Regions from separate parts of the Zea mays genome. Here all the other regions are linked to region 1. Evidence: chromatin contacts called from public Hi-C data. All regions are on one chromosome and are shown on one strand. The core of a region is the stretch at or near the end of the contact, and the rest is flanking DNA. Distances in the headings are between cores, read along the strand shown.

Region 1 (4,536 bases), core at 1,878-4,377:
TTCGGCGGCAGTGGTAGCTTCTTCTGTGGCCATGTCTAGCAGTATTTTGTCGATGTGTTCGATTGTGCTTTCCAGGTTCAAATCTTCAATTGAGGCAGCTTCGGCAGCCGCGACCTCCGAAGGTGTGATTTCAACATTTGTTCTTTCCTCAGCCGCTGGTGTCTTCTGAGCTGAAGCTCTTGGTGGTGTCTTGTCAATGACCTATGTCACAGTGACGATTCTTTGTCTCTTTGCTTTAGTCGTTTTCTTCGTTTTCTCGGGCTCCTTTTCCTTCTGAAAAAACTTTGTCAGTTGAGGCCCCAATGGACTTAGCTTCGCAGGCAAGGATTCAGTCATTACCTTCAAAATTTCCTCCACGTCAGTGGCAGAGGGTGATGCGGGGGTTTCTTCTTCGTCGGATATTTTTTGCTTCGGAGAAGACGCTTTCCTCTTCTTCGGAATTTTCTTCTTTGATAGTTCTTTCTCATCTTCATTTAAGGCTTCAGTTATCCTTTTCCTTTTCTGGCCCCCGACACCTTTATTCAGATTTTCATAGTCAGGGTATTCAAAACCCAAGGCGTCCAGCACTCGATTCAGTCTTCGTTTCGGACGGGTGCCGAAGTTCGTAGTCATCAACTGATCTTCTTTTTTGGAGTAATTGCCAAGTATTTCATTGCACATTACTTCAATTGTATCCAGCCACTCTTGGCAAGGTGTTTTAAAGTATTTCTTAAACTTGAAATAGTAAGGTAAACACACAAGTTCACCTTTTTTCTTCTCCCCCTTTAGCTTCGGCATTTCCCATTCTTTTAAACTAGGAAAAACCTTGAAAGCCAAAAATTCCTGAACCAGGTCTCTTGTACTGATATGCTCTGCAATAATTCTGAATTCATCCAACGCTTGTTGGGTTGGACCTTCTGGTGTCATGTTGCAACGAGGTCGGGTTTCTCCGAAGATTAATTCAAGTGGACTTTGCACAAGCTTTTCCTTGTCATCATCAACCTTGACATAGAACCACTCCGACTTCCAGCCTGCTGCCCATTTGCTTTGGTAACTGATTACAGGAAACTTTGTGGTTTTCCGATAAGCAAAATTATAGCAACCAAAATTATCATGCAATCCATCTTTTCTAGCCTTCGTCTGATAGTGCAGCTCGTGAACTCGACAAAAGCTGTCCGCAAACGGCTCCACCGCTTGGCTTCGGAGTGCCCAGATATAAACACTAAGCCTAACGATAGCGTTAGGAGTCAACTGATGAAAGTAGATACCAAATCTCTTCAGTACCTCTGCAATAATCCCATGTAGGGGGAATCTTAATCCAGCCTTTAGAAAGCTCTTGAAAATGACTATTTCATCCTTCTCCGGCTTTGGGGTAGTTTCTTCTCCCCCGAAGCGTAATAGCTTCTTCTGATTTTCACTGAAAAAACCCGACTTTACCATCTTGGAGAGATCAACCTTCGAAACAGTAGACTTTCCGAAGTCCAAGTGGCTGGGCTTGCTCGGCATGGCAATACGATAATCATCTTCGGGATCAGTTTCCTCAATATTTTCTTCTTCTGCTTCGGCAGTTGCCTGTTCTGCTTGTTCTGCATCATCGCTGGGGATCTTTTCCGAAGTTACCAGCCCGGATCGTTGCATCGCTTCGAAGATGGGAACAGTCTCCGAACCTTCAGCTTCGCCCCCTCACGCTCAACCCCAGCGGTAGAACGCACTCTGGCCATTTAATTATGAATTTGTGGAAATTAAATACTTTTTTCTTCCGAAGTTTTTTCTTCTGACAAAGCAGGCTTCAAGTTGGAGCTTCGTTCGATTCCGAGAGTCAAGCTTCGGCGATGGTTAAAAATTTTGGCAGCAAAACAGTGCAAATAGCAATGAATGCTGTGGTAACTTCACACCTACTCGTCTGTTTATATAGTACTGCAGGTAAGAAGGCGAAGCGCCAGGATTTTTACACCAGGCGGACACCCGCTTGCACTCGCTGCGTGGTGGACCGCAGAGACAAACAGTAACTCTGCAAGGTGGGACCGCTACGCGCTGGGAAACTGAATCGTTTCTCGACAACGAGCTCAGGGAAGGTGTTTTTTGGACCTTCGGCTCCCCGAAGCTTAAGAGACTTTTTTCACGGATCAAGCTCGTTACGAAAAACGATCTAGCACCACGAAAGGGGCTACTGTTGGGACTATGCTTCGTCGCCGAAGGTCTTGTAGGAAGAAGCGGCTTTCGGCTGAAGTTGTTTGTATGAGATGGCCGAAGGTTCCTCTTCATGAAGCTTCGGTATTACAAACCGACTTAAAGATAGAATGACCTTTTAGTCCATAAAGGTCTGAGTCAATGTTGTAAACTTTTATGAGGGGCATAATTGTAATTCTTCACAGGCTGTGTCCTGTGTCTATAAATAGTGAACAGTATTCCTTTACTGTTCACGCATTCTGGTAATGGCAATCGCATCATTCGGGAACCAACCTTTGCCAAGGTAGAGGTATAACTATATTCAATGATTCAATATATTAAGTAAATATAATACGATTCGTTTATGATTCATTTACCTTTGATACCCTTTATTTTATGTTATTTTATACAATCTATTAAAATTCAATTACGAAGACTTAACCTTCGTAATTATATTCTCATCAACTTTCGTCCAAGGTTCATTATCCTCAAGGGAATAATGCTTCGTGGACGAAGGACGTTAACATTTAACATTTTATGTTGCCTTGTTCTTAATTCATAGCATTTGAGAACAAGTCTCCAACAATATTGTATATATTTTAGTTTTACTAAACCGGTTATTTAAAGTAGTCAAATGAATAGAGAATCGTTTAGAGAAACTCTATATATAGAGAATCCAGCAGCGTTCTCTAAATTTAAAGGACCGTTTAGAGGACGTTGCTGGAGAGTGTAGAAGACCGTTTGGTCCTCTATATTTAGGGTAGAGAACCCTTTAGGGGACCTTGTTGGATCCAGCCTTAGCCCGTATAGGCTGGACGCTGGATTACTCGACCTGGGTTGACTGACCCTGGTGCTTTTGGACCAGGCTGTTTCAGGCTCAGGCCCATGCCCAGCCCGAAGCCACACTAGGCCTGTTGTGTGAGAACGGAGAACCTGCAATAATTATTAATCTAGAATCTAAACAACCCATTTCTCACACCGTATGGCTTTGACTTTTGACCAGTTGGAACTACACGGATTAGCTGCAGACAGAGGGGAGGAAGTTTAGCACACGTCATCAAAACACCCTGTTTCTCCTTGTCTTCCATGTGAGCCCGGTGCTCTGCATTCTCCTTCGTCATTTCCTCCACCGCTCACCTCTTCTGCTCCCCACCCCAACTCCGCCCCCATGAATATGATCATCAGATGCGGCTAGCATCATATCTCGCCTCCACTTCGTCACCTCCTCGCCATTCTATCCCACCAGCTGCATATATCCCTGGTGTGTGAGGTCAGCTGTTTTAGCTCAGCGCGCGCGGCGTGGCAGCAAAGGAAGCAAGGAGGGAGAGCAGCGGCGGCGGCGTAGCATGCGGCGGTGAGAGCGAGGGAGCTAGGGAGGAGGAAGGGATAGCCGAGAGAGCGAGAGCCAGAGGATGATGCAGCTGCCGCAGCATCACAAGCCGTCCGCCCACTCCTGCTGCCCGTCGTGGATCCGGAGGTCCCCGCCGTCGCCGCCGCCGCCGCCGCACAAGAAGCTGGGCGGCGGGAGGAGCCGGTATGCTTGCCGCCTCGTGCCCCTGCTCGTGCTCACCGTGTACAGCGTCGTCACCGTGCTTCGCATCCCCAGCGCCTCCCTCGTCGTCTCCACCGCCGATTCAGGTAAGCCGGGCGCCCGAGTCCCCAAACCCCTTCTTGCTCTCTCGCCGGGTCGCAGCCATGGAATGCTGGATTGGTCGCGTCTCCTTCCGTCCTTCGCTCCCTGCGTTCGCGTGCGCTGAAACGGCGACTCGTCCCCCCCCCCCCCCCCCCTCCCCGCAGAGCGCGTGGACAGGCGGGAGGACTTGGAGGCGCTCAAGACCCACCTGCCGTCGAACCAGAACAGCCTCGAGGCCCGCGAGGAGACGCGGTCGGTGGCCTCCCTCCCCTGCTCCGCCTTCATCAGCGGTGAGTTGCTTATTGGCTTGGCTGGGGGATCAGCTTGGTAGCTATGTCCGACCGGATCGAAACCCAACCGAATCGAAACGAACTGGTGCAGGTGAGGCGGGGCACGGCGAGGAGGGCGTCCTGTGCTGCGACCGGAGCCACTACCGCAGCGACGTGTGCTACCTGCGCGGCGACGTGCGCACGGACCCGTCCACCTCGTCGGTGCTCCTGTACAACGCGGCCCGCGGGAGCGGCCCCGAGAAGGTGCGGCCGTACACGCGCAAGTTCGAGGACAGCGTGATGAGCAGCATCGACGAGGTGACCATCGTGCCCGTGCCGGGCGGCCACAACGCGAGCGCCAGCGCCCTGCGGCGGCGGTGCGACGTCCGGCACCCGCGCGGCGTGCCGGCGGTGGTGCTCTCGACGGGCGGGTACACGGGCAACGTGTACCACGAGTTCAGCGACGGGCTGATCCCGCTGTTCGTC
Region 2 (4,310 bases), core at 836-3,335, 140 kb before region 1:
AGTGATGGCCTGCTCATCATTGATATTCCTAATCGGGCTGCACCATGGCAGGCAGATCCATCGGACATGGAAAAGATTGAGAACTTCAAGGTATAAACTTTTTAATATTCATGTTAATGCCTTAATCGATTTTCTTTGGATCATTACCTTCCATTTATATTTGCAGGTTGGCGATTGGATTAGAGTCAAAGTGACAGTTCCCTCACCCAAATATGGATGGGAGGATGTGACTCGAAATAGTATTGGGATAATTCATAGTCTACAAGATGATGGAGATGTGGGTGTTGCTTTCTGCTTTAGAAGCAAGCTTTTTCTTTGCTCAGTTGCAGATATCGAGAAGGCACAACCATTTGAAGTAGGGGAAAAAGTTCATGTGTCACCTTCCATATCTGAGCCACGCCTCGGCTGGTTAAATGAAACTGCAGCTACTATTGGAGCCATATCAAGGATTGACATGGATGGGACTTTAAATATCAAGGTTTCTGGCCGAAAAAGCTTATGGAAGGTTGCTCCTGGTGACGCTGAGAGGCTTTCAGCTTTTGAGGTTGGAGATTGGGTCCGCCCAAAACCAAGTATTGGGAGCAGACCTACTTATGACTGGAATAGTGTTGGGAGAATAAACATTGCAGTAGTCCATAGCATTCAGGACTCTGGTTACTTGGAGTTAGCTGGCTGTTTCAGGCATGGGAAGTGGCTAACCCATAACACAGACATTGAGAAAGTGCAGACAGTAAAAATTGGTCAGCATGTTCGGTTCCGTGCTGGAATTTCAGAGCCTAGATGGGGATGGAGAGATGCGAACCCTGATTCTAGAGGCATCATCGCTGGTGTACATGCTGATGGAGAAGTAAGGGTCGCCTTCTTTGGTGTGCCGGGATTGTGGAGAGGCGATCCTGCAGATCTTGAAATTGAGAATATCTTCGAGGTTGGAGAGTGGGTTAGGCTGAGGAACGATGTGGAGCAGTGGAGATCACTCAAGCCTGGTAGCATTGGTGTGGTGCATGGGGTGGGATATCAAGGTGATGCTTGGGATGGAACCATTCATGTCGCTTTTTGTGGTGAGCAGGAAAGGTGGATTGGGCCTTCTAGCCAGCTTGAAGGAGTTAGCAAGTTTGTTGTTGGGCAGCGTGTTCGAATCAGAGGCTGTATCCGCCAGCCAAGATTTGGTTGGTCCAATCATAGTCATTCAAGCATAGGGACAATCTCATCTATTGACGCAGATGGGAAACTGAGGATTCATACACCAGCTGGTGCCAGGGCTTGGTTGACAGACCCAGCAGAGGTGGAAAAAGTGGAGGACGAGGAGGAAGTCTGTATTGGGGACTGGGTGAAGGTTAAGGACTCAGTTGGAACCCCAGTGTATCAATGGGGTGATGTGAACCACAGCAGTATAGGGGTGGTCCACCGGGCTGATGATGGAGAGCTCTGGATTGCTTTCTGCTTCTGTGAGAGGCTGTGGTTATGCAAAGCATGGGAGGTGGAAAAGGTGAGGCCCTTCAGACAAGGTGACAAAGTACGGATACGATCTGGTCTTGTATCCCCCAGATGGGGCTGGGGGATGGAGACCTACGCGAGCAAAGGCGAGGTTGTGGGTGTGGATGCAAACGGAAAGCTGAGGATAAAGTTTCGGTGGAGGGATAGACTTTGGATTGGGGACCCGGCTGATGTCGTTCTTGATGATGCCCATTTATTGACGGAGGCTTCTAATGGCTTTTGACCTTTTTGTTCATAGGCTTGTGGTATTCTTTTGACCCCATATCTCATTTCTTGCACCCATCCATTTTGCAGCATTTCAAATTTAGCAAAATCTCAACCTGCAGTGGAGTTGCAAGTTGCACATAGTTATCATCGCATAGGCATGCATGGCAGGGTGTATTTCTTGTTGATAACCGGGGAATGAGAAGACAGCGATAGTGAAATACTCCTAGAGTTGATAACCACCACCTAGGTTTTTTTCCCTTTGGTCTACATGTATAATTATGCCGCCTGATACCTTTTGGGTTTCAGTGTACCATATATACCAGTGTACAGGTTCGGACCTGAACATTAATTTGATTGATAGTGGTCTACTGGTCTTGTATGTGCTGACTCGTTGTGCACCGAGTGGCTGGCAATGCCGCGTGTACCAGGAGTTACTGCAAGCTGCTCAGTGGCATACGAGTATGATGACGTATATGGTACAAACTGCACTGCTGTGTATGCGTGGCACCAGTGTTGGTGTGGTAATGGATCGTGATCTAAATAATTTCACAAAATGGTTGGGCTCTAAATAAAGTTTAGTTTAAAAATGAATAGAAATAGAGTCTGATCCTTTAATCTTATAGTATAAAATTTAGAGCTCACTGGTACCCTAATGGCACCTCCACAACTGTTACCTCTAATGCCACCTCCACAAAATAAATGAGGAATCTCCACAAAATGAGGAATTAATGGCCTGTCTATTTCACCTTAAAGATTATATAATCTTGATTATAATCTGAATTATATAATCTAGATTATAATTTATCGTATGCAACTGTTTGGTAGTGTAGATTATACAAGTATATAAGGGTGGTATGGATCGTGATCTAAATATTTCTTTACAATTTGTTGTATATAAGGGTGGTATGGATCGTGATCTAAATATTTCTTTACAATTTGTTAGGTCTCTATATTTATTTTATTTTAAAAATAAATATAAATAAAGCCTTATCTTAATTCGATTTGATCCATGCTTATCATTCCTACGAGTACATATTATTGTTCTATAAGAAAGTACGCTACAAAGAAAATGGTATTATTCTAGCAAATAATGCATTGGCAATTTGATCATGAATGTTATTCATCCACGAGAAGCTACAACAGAGGCATGCACATGTATGTTTCTTGTGAACATTTTATCGAGCAGCTAGAGCACACCCGAACTATGGTAGGCAGCATCTACGCCGTGGACTACTGTGGCGATGCCGGCATTCGGTAGTTCGCGCCATGCGCCACAGTTGATGACGCCCCATGACACAGTTGACGAGCCCGTGCCGCCGTTCTCTAGTTCACGACCGTGGCTGATGGTGCGTGTCGCAAGCATGGGGTCGAGGTCGCGCCCTGCACCGGCGGTGTTATTGGCAAGGTCACGTCCGCCGCTCATGCACGCCATGGATAGAGGTGCGACCTCCTCTGCCCGCGACATGAAGCTCTGCAGCCGCGCTGCCACCGTGGATCAGCCGTCGTCGTGAACGGGTTGTTCATGGACATGCTGCAGGCGGGTTGGATTGGAGAAGCGATGCGATGGCTGGATGGAATGTGCTGGGGTTTCGGGTTTAGCATGTTCGTGAAGAAAAGTGAATGACAGACGTTGTAATTTCTAGTAACATAACCATAGGCAGTGGATCTTTTACCAAAAATAATCTCCAATAAACTCATCTTAAATAAATTATGGGATTATCATAATCTGACCTTGAAATTATATAATCTATCCACATAATATGGTTGTTTGTTTGCCACTTGAATTATTTGCACTAGATTATATAATTTACCTAGATTCCGAGCCCACACCAAATCCGGAATATGACGCTTGGATTGGCAAGGACAATAACCTCTCTCAATTCTGTTGCCGTCTCTTTCGTGACTTATCCTGTCGCAAGTCTCATTTGCAGAGATAGTCATTTTGTTTGTGTGGTATACTGGTGCCAGGATCGAATACATGTTTGCCTCTCAATCCTTAGCTTATATCATCAGCACACGCATGGCGCTTGCCACGTCAACCAAGGGGTGTCCTCAATCATATCATCGAGTACTTCACCGCAGCGGTGGATCTAGCTGCCACGATTAGGATGTGCCAGAAAAAATATAAAAAAGAAAAAAAAACAGGGATCAACAAGACTTAAACCTTAATTGTCAAATTAAAAACATAGTACTTATACCACCGGGATAACTACTTATATGTGATTTTATTGGATGTCGTGGCCCATATAAGCCAACTTTTTTGCATTTTAGCTCTTTTGAGGTTTTTTGCACAATTATGCCTTTTGTAGTTTCATTTCAAAAAATGGACCCTAACCTCGGCGCCGTCATCATTGACGCCGAGGTAACACATAGTGGCGCCGACATAATTGGCGCCGACTTTTCCTACGTGGCAGCCGATGTGGCAAGTCCCAGGGGGTCGGCGCCATAGATCTTGGCGCCGACCCCCTGGATAGCACCGGACCCACCGTCAAGGGGGGTTGGCGCCAAGATCTATGGCGCTGACCCCCTGGGACTTGCCACATCGGCTGCCACGTAGGAAAAATTGGCGCCAATGGTACTGGCGTCGCTGTGTGTTACCTCGGCGCCAA
Region 3 (4,747 bases), core at 589-3,088, 160 kb after region 1:
AGGGGTTGTGATTGGTCATGCCAATCTGTAGCCGATGAATCGCGTGTGTTTTCTCCAGATTCAACCTTGTGCGAAGGAAAATTAGCGACAATAGATTTATCAAATGCGCGTGCTAGCCTCATATAATCATTTTTGCATATCCACAATGGTCTATTGCATTTGGTCTCGCTGCTCATCTATGTATGCTCTAAGAGATTGAATTTCATTTGTTTCGCTTACCTTGGGGGTTGCTGTAGCAGATCGAAGTGAAGCCAGATCAGTCGCCCGCTGCCGGACGACCTTGTGATTCCTATCCACTTTGAAGTTTGAAGTTGGCCAAGAATTTCGTGTGTGCTTCCTTTATCAGCTGCTCCTTGTGTTCTTCGAACTCATGCTAATCTTCAGCCGGCAGAGTTTGTATAGTCAGCTCGATGATGTTGCTGGGAGAGACGTGAGAGCTATCTTTTGAACAGACCATTAAGGACCGTTCTGATAGATCTTCACTGATTTCCCCAGCGGAGTCGCCAAAAAATGTGTTGGTACCGATCCAGGCGCCAATCACTGTGATGTGTATTGGTGACGGTGCTTTATGTGAAACGTAGACGGTCCACTGCTGAGGGTCGGACGGTCCTTGACCTGGCGTAGGGGCTAGGGTTTATGCTGACGAGTCAAACGGTCCGCGCCTGATGGCTAGATGGTCCGCGCGGGCGCAGAGGCGACGGGTCCACCAACAACACCTAGATCTCGCTCTTGGGAGGGACCCCGTCGAGGAGAGATTCTAGGGTTTGTCTTAGGGTCAGCAGGCCACCTAAGACACCTCTAAACGACGTGGAGTCTAAGAGAGACGGAGATTAGAGAGGGAAAACTATGTTACTATCTACTCCTAGAGCAAAAATGTAAAGAACGGAAAGTATATTGATTGTTTGATCGATTGTTGGTGATTGCAATCGGTCGTACCCCTTAATATATATAAGGGAGAAAGTTTGGACTCGTTACTAGGCGTCTCCCAACAACAACCGTGGATTTAGAGGATAAACTCGCACAGAAAACGATTATTTGCGTCTGATTCGATTTATTCGCGGACTGTCCACGCCTATAGATGGGCCGTCCGTGGGCCACAGCATCCGGTCCTCAAGACCGGACCGTCCGGCCGTGACCAGTGCCACAAATGCTTCTCAACATGATGTGCATCATGGTTACCCGGATGTGTGTGTTTAGTTTTCTCCATAACTTGAGCTAGTCATATTGGCTCTAGCCTTGACAAGGCAACTCGTGAGGTAAGGTCAGCAACAAAACAAACACGCCCCTCGCGTGGTCAACTGATCATGACCTTATATTGATGGCAGTTCAATAAAATAGGGATTTGCTAAATCACATGCGTCTAATTTTTGCTTTATTTTCGGGAGATAGTATCTAATCTGAATCCAACAATAAAAAGTATCCTAAACTTTATATTTTTAGGACCAAACATCTCTGTTGCTGTTAAAGGGGCGTTTGGTGTCCTGACTTTAGTAAGTGTCAAAATAAATGTTTAAATATCAATTACGAGTATTAAAAATAAGTTTAGTTATGCTTAATAATTCGTCTCGCTGTTTAGCTTTTATCTATATAATTAATTTTATAAATATTTAATACTTGTAATTCCCTTTCAAAATCTAAAGTAAACTACTGCGACCAAACATACCGGTCAGCACTCAGCCGTACAATAGGAAATGTGAAATACAGTAGGTGAGCGCAAAAGCTTGAGTACAATGGCAATACTCTACCGATATCAAACCAATGTGACGTCAATTCAAGTCTAAGGAGTACTGATATATTGAATAAAATAGTACTTATTATCACTGAGGCTAGCTACCCGCTGCGTTGACGTCCAGCTCCTGCTCGTTGGTCGCTGGTGGGCACCAGCACAAAACTGGGTCTCCTCGGTTCTTCTCCTCGCATCCAGCAGACCGCAGACGACGACTACCTCAGCCGCCTTCCAATGGCGCCCCTCTCCTGCCGCGACCTTCCCGCCCGGCTACCGACTCTTCCCCACCATGCTAGCACTCACCCACACCTCTCCTTCCTATCGGGCGGCCCAGCCCCTCGCCGATGGCGATCACTCACCACCTCAAACACTCTGCGGCTTCGCTTGGCGGCCACTAAGGACGACGCGGTCGCCTCCCTCGTCGGAAGGCTCGAGCACGACGTGGCGAACGCCCAGTACCGCGACGACGTTCTGGAAGAAGAAGACGAAGAGCAGCGGGAGGAGGAAGAAGAGGAGCAGCAGTTCCTTGACGACGACAACGCTCGGCGCCGCGGCGCGGGGAAGCATCGGGACGAGCTGCGCAGTCGGTGGCGCGAGATCCACGGGTGCGACGACTGGGCGGGGCTCCTGGACCCCATGGACCCGCTGCTGCGGTCGGAGCTGATCCGGTACGGCGAGCTGGCGCAGGCCTGCTACGACGCCTTCGACTACGACCCGTCGTCCCGCTACTGCGGCAGCTGCAAGTACTCGCGGCGCGACTTGTTCGAGCGGCTGGGCATGGCGGACGCGGCGCGCGGCTACGTGGTGTCCCGGTACCTGTTCGCGACGTCCAACATCCGGTTCCCCAACTTGTTCCCGCAGTCCCGGGCGGGCGCCAGGATCTGGAGCCAGAGCGCGAGCTGGATCGGGTACGTGGCCGTGTCCACGGACGAGGAGAGCGCGCGGCTGGGGCGGCGCGACATCGCCATCGCGTGGCGCGGCACGGTGACGCGGCTGGAATGGGTGTCGGACCTCATGGACTTCCTCCGGCCCGTGGCGGAGGAGGGCATCCCGTGCCCGGACCGGGAGGTGAAGGTGCTGGCCGGGTTCGTGGACCTGTACACGGACCGGGACCCCAGCTGCCGGTTCTGCAAGTACTCGGCGCGCGAGCAGGTCCTGACGGAGGTCCGCCGGCTGGTGGGCCGCTACACGGCGGCGGGGGAGGACGTGAGCGTGACGGTGACCGGGCACAGCCTCGGCAGCGCGCTGGCCATGCTGAGCGCCTACGACATCGCGGAGACCGGCGCGAACATGGAGGCCGCGCCCGTGTGCGTGTTCTCGTTCGGGGGCCCGCGGGTGGGCAACACGGCGTTCAAGCGGCGCTTCGAGGAGGAGCTCGGGGTGAGGGCGCTGCGGGTGGTGAACGTGCACGACAACGTGACGCGGATGCCGGGGATCCTGCTGAACGAGGGGGCGCCCGAGGTGGTGCGGCGCGTGGCGGAAGGCCTGCTGCGTGTGCCCTGGTGCTACGCCCACGTCGGCGTGGAGCTGCCGCTCGACCACAAGCGCTCGCCGTTCCTCAAGGACACGCTGGACCCCGCGTGCTACCACGACCTGGAGGCGCACCTCCACCTCATCGACGGGTAAGCAGCCACCTAACCTTAACAGTAACAGACAGCGTCGCCGTCGTCGCTTCATTGCTTGACATCTTGAGACAAGCTATCACCAGGCAGAGCGGTTGCGGCTGCGGCTGTGTCGTGCGATTAGACGGCGATATTAACTAGCGCGTCATCAGCCAGGCATGCATGCAAGGACCTAGCAATTGGGCTGACTCTGGCCTCCATTTTTTATGAGAGAGAGAGAGAGAGTGACTTGACTGTGTTTTTTTTAAACAAACGTGCGCCTTGTGCTGTGCATTATTTTTTTTCAAATATAAAAAATTGATTAGGTTTGGTTGGAGACAAATTAAATGTGTGCAAATTGTGCATGCAACGTTGCAGCCATTATATTGGTGTCGTGTCGTGTACGAATAGATTATATAGATAGATAGACTAGTTGAGACGAACATCGAATCGAATCATGGGGAAGGAGGAGCCTAGTGGCCTACATGGCATGGGCTCAAGTGCTCAACTAACAGAGTAGTAACAGATATGACAGCCTAGTCACCAGATTGCACGGAAAGGATGATGATGAACGAGGGGATCTGATCCAGTCGTACACCACCTCCAAACCGATCGGTGCAAGATGCTCAACGCACAGTTGTTTAAAGAGATTCCAGGCTTGTGAGGTTTGGAGGTAGATGACGATTTTTTTAGTGTTGATGACGAATATATGTATCAAATGCACATTTGAAGGCCCTACCGTCCACGTGGTGATCGATCTCTTTCTCCCCATCCCCTCCTCTCAGCCATAGCCATAGGTTTGATTGGTTCGGGCTTTTTCTAAGAAGCTTTTCTGAAAATCTTGTCATGAAGAGAATCTGGATATCGAGTGAATCTATCTAAGGACTTGTTTAACAGAGCTTCGTTCCATAATTCTATAGCTCCGAGAGCTAATTCTCTAATAGAGTGATTCCAATTGATTCTCTAGCACAAAAACCTTTTGGCAAATAGACTGTTAAGTGATTCCTGAGGGGTTAGAGAGTAGAGAGTAGATTAGGGGTGCGGTGGGAAGCATGTTTTTTGCCTCCCACTTTCTAGTACAAAATAGAGGCTAGATTCACTCCACTCCCACCATGGAGCAGTTCAGATTTTTACCGTTTGGCTCTGCGGGAGTGATTCTCGTTAGAAGCGGAGTTGTGTGAGCACTGTCAAACGCCCTCCTAAGTATCGTGCGAAGAAAGATAAAAGAGATTATAAAATTTAGGATGTAGAAAGGGAACGATTATCACAACGACTCGATCGATTATATGTTTACGTTGATTTTAGATAGTTTTAACTAAATTGATTTTCGTGGAAACCGGCTAAAAAGCTCCCACGTCCAGCCACCTCTTTGGCTGTTTCCGCTTGCTGTCGTCTCTCGCTTTTACCGTCGGACTGACTT

The links. Hi-C and Micro-C count contacts between places; a contact is called where the count stands out from the background.
Region 2: a contact with region 1 is called in a Hi-C map of leaf, with 8 times the contacts expected there. The contact joins the enhancer-like site here to the promoter of LOC100194393 in region 1. A contact is called at or near these places in 15 of 25 Hi-C or Micro-C datasets (bundle sheath, ear, leaf and 4 more) and 2 of 3 datasets of contacts at active chromatin or transcription factors (leaf and seedling).
Region 3: a Hi-C map of tassel shows a contact between it and region 1, with 2.3 times the contacts expected there. The contact joins the promoter of LOC103635734 here to the promoter of LOC100194393 in region 1. A contact is called at or near these places in 3 of 25 Hi-C or Micro-C datasets (bundle sheath, ear and tassel).

The regions. Positions count from the first base shown.
Region 1 is chr8:116,471,910-116,476,445 of Zm-B73-REFERENCE-NAM-5.0, reverse strand. LOC100194393 reads left to right here and starts at 3,127. Exons shown (of 4, transcript NM_001352342.1): 1 at 3,127-3,786; 2 at 3,946-4,071; 3 at 4,163-4,536. The coding sequence starts at 3,561.
Region 2 is chr8:116,611,271-116,615,580 of Zm-B73-REFERENCE-NAM-5.0, reverse strand. It overlaps LOC103635738 (E3 ubiquitin-protein ligase KEG), which reads left to right. Exons shown (of 15, transcript XM_008658118.3): 14 at 1-90; 15 at 167-2,086. The coding sequence ends at 1,717. Among protein-coding and RNA genes, the nearest start is that of LOC103635738, 24 kb to the left of the region's middle. Within about 2 kb of position 2,085, at least 18 of the 20 cell types and tissues checked have an H3K27ac peak or open chromatin away from gene starts, as enhancers often do. A contact at or near this core is called in bundle sheath, ear, leaf and 4 more, where this site is marked.
Region 3 is chr8:116,306,295-116,311,041 of Zm-B73-REFERENCE-NAM-5.0, reverse strand. LOC103635734 (phospholipase A1-Igamma1, chloroplastic) reads left to right here and starts at 1,838. Exons shown (of 2, transcript XM_008658116.2): 1 at 1,838-3,348. The coding sequence starts at 1,961.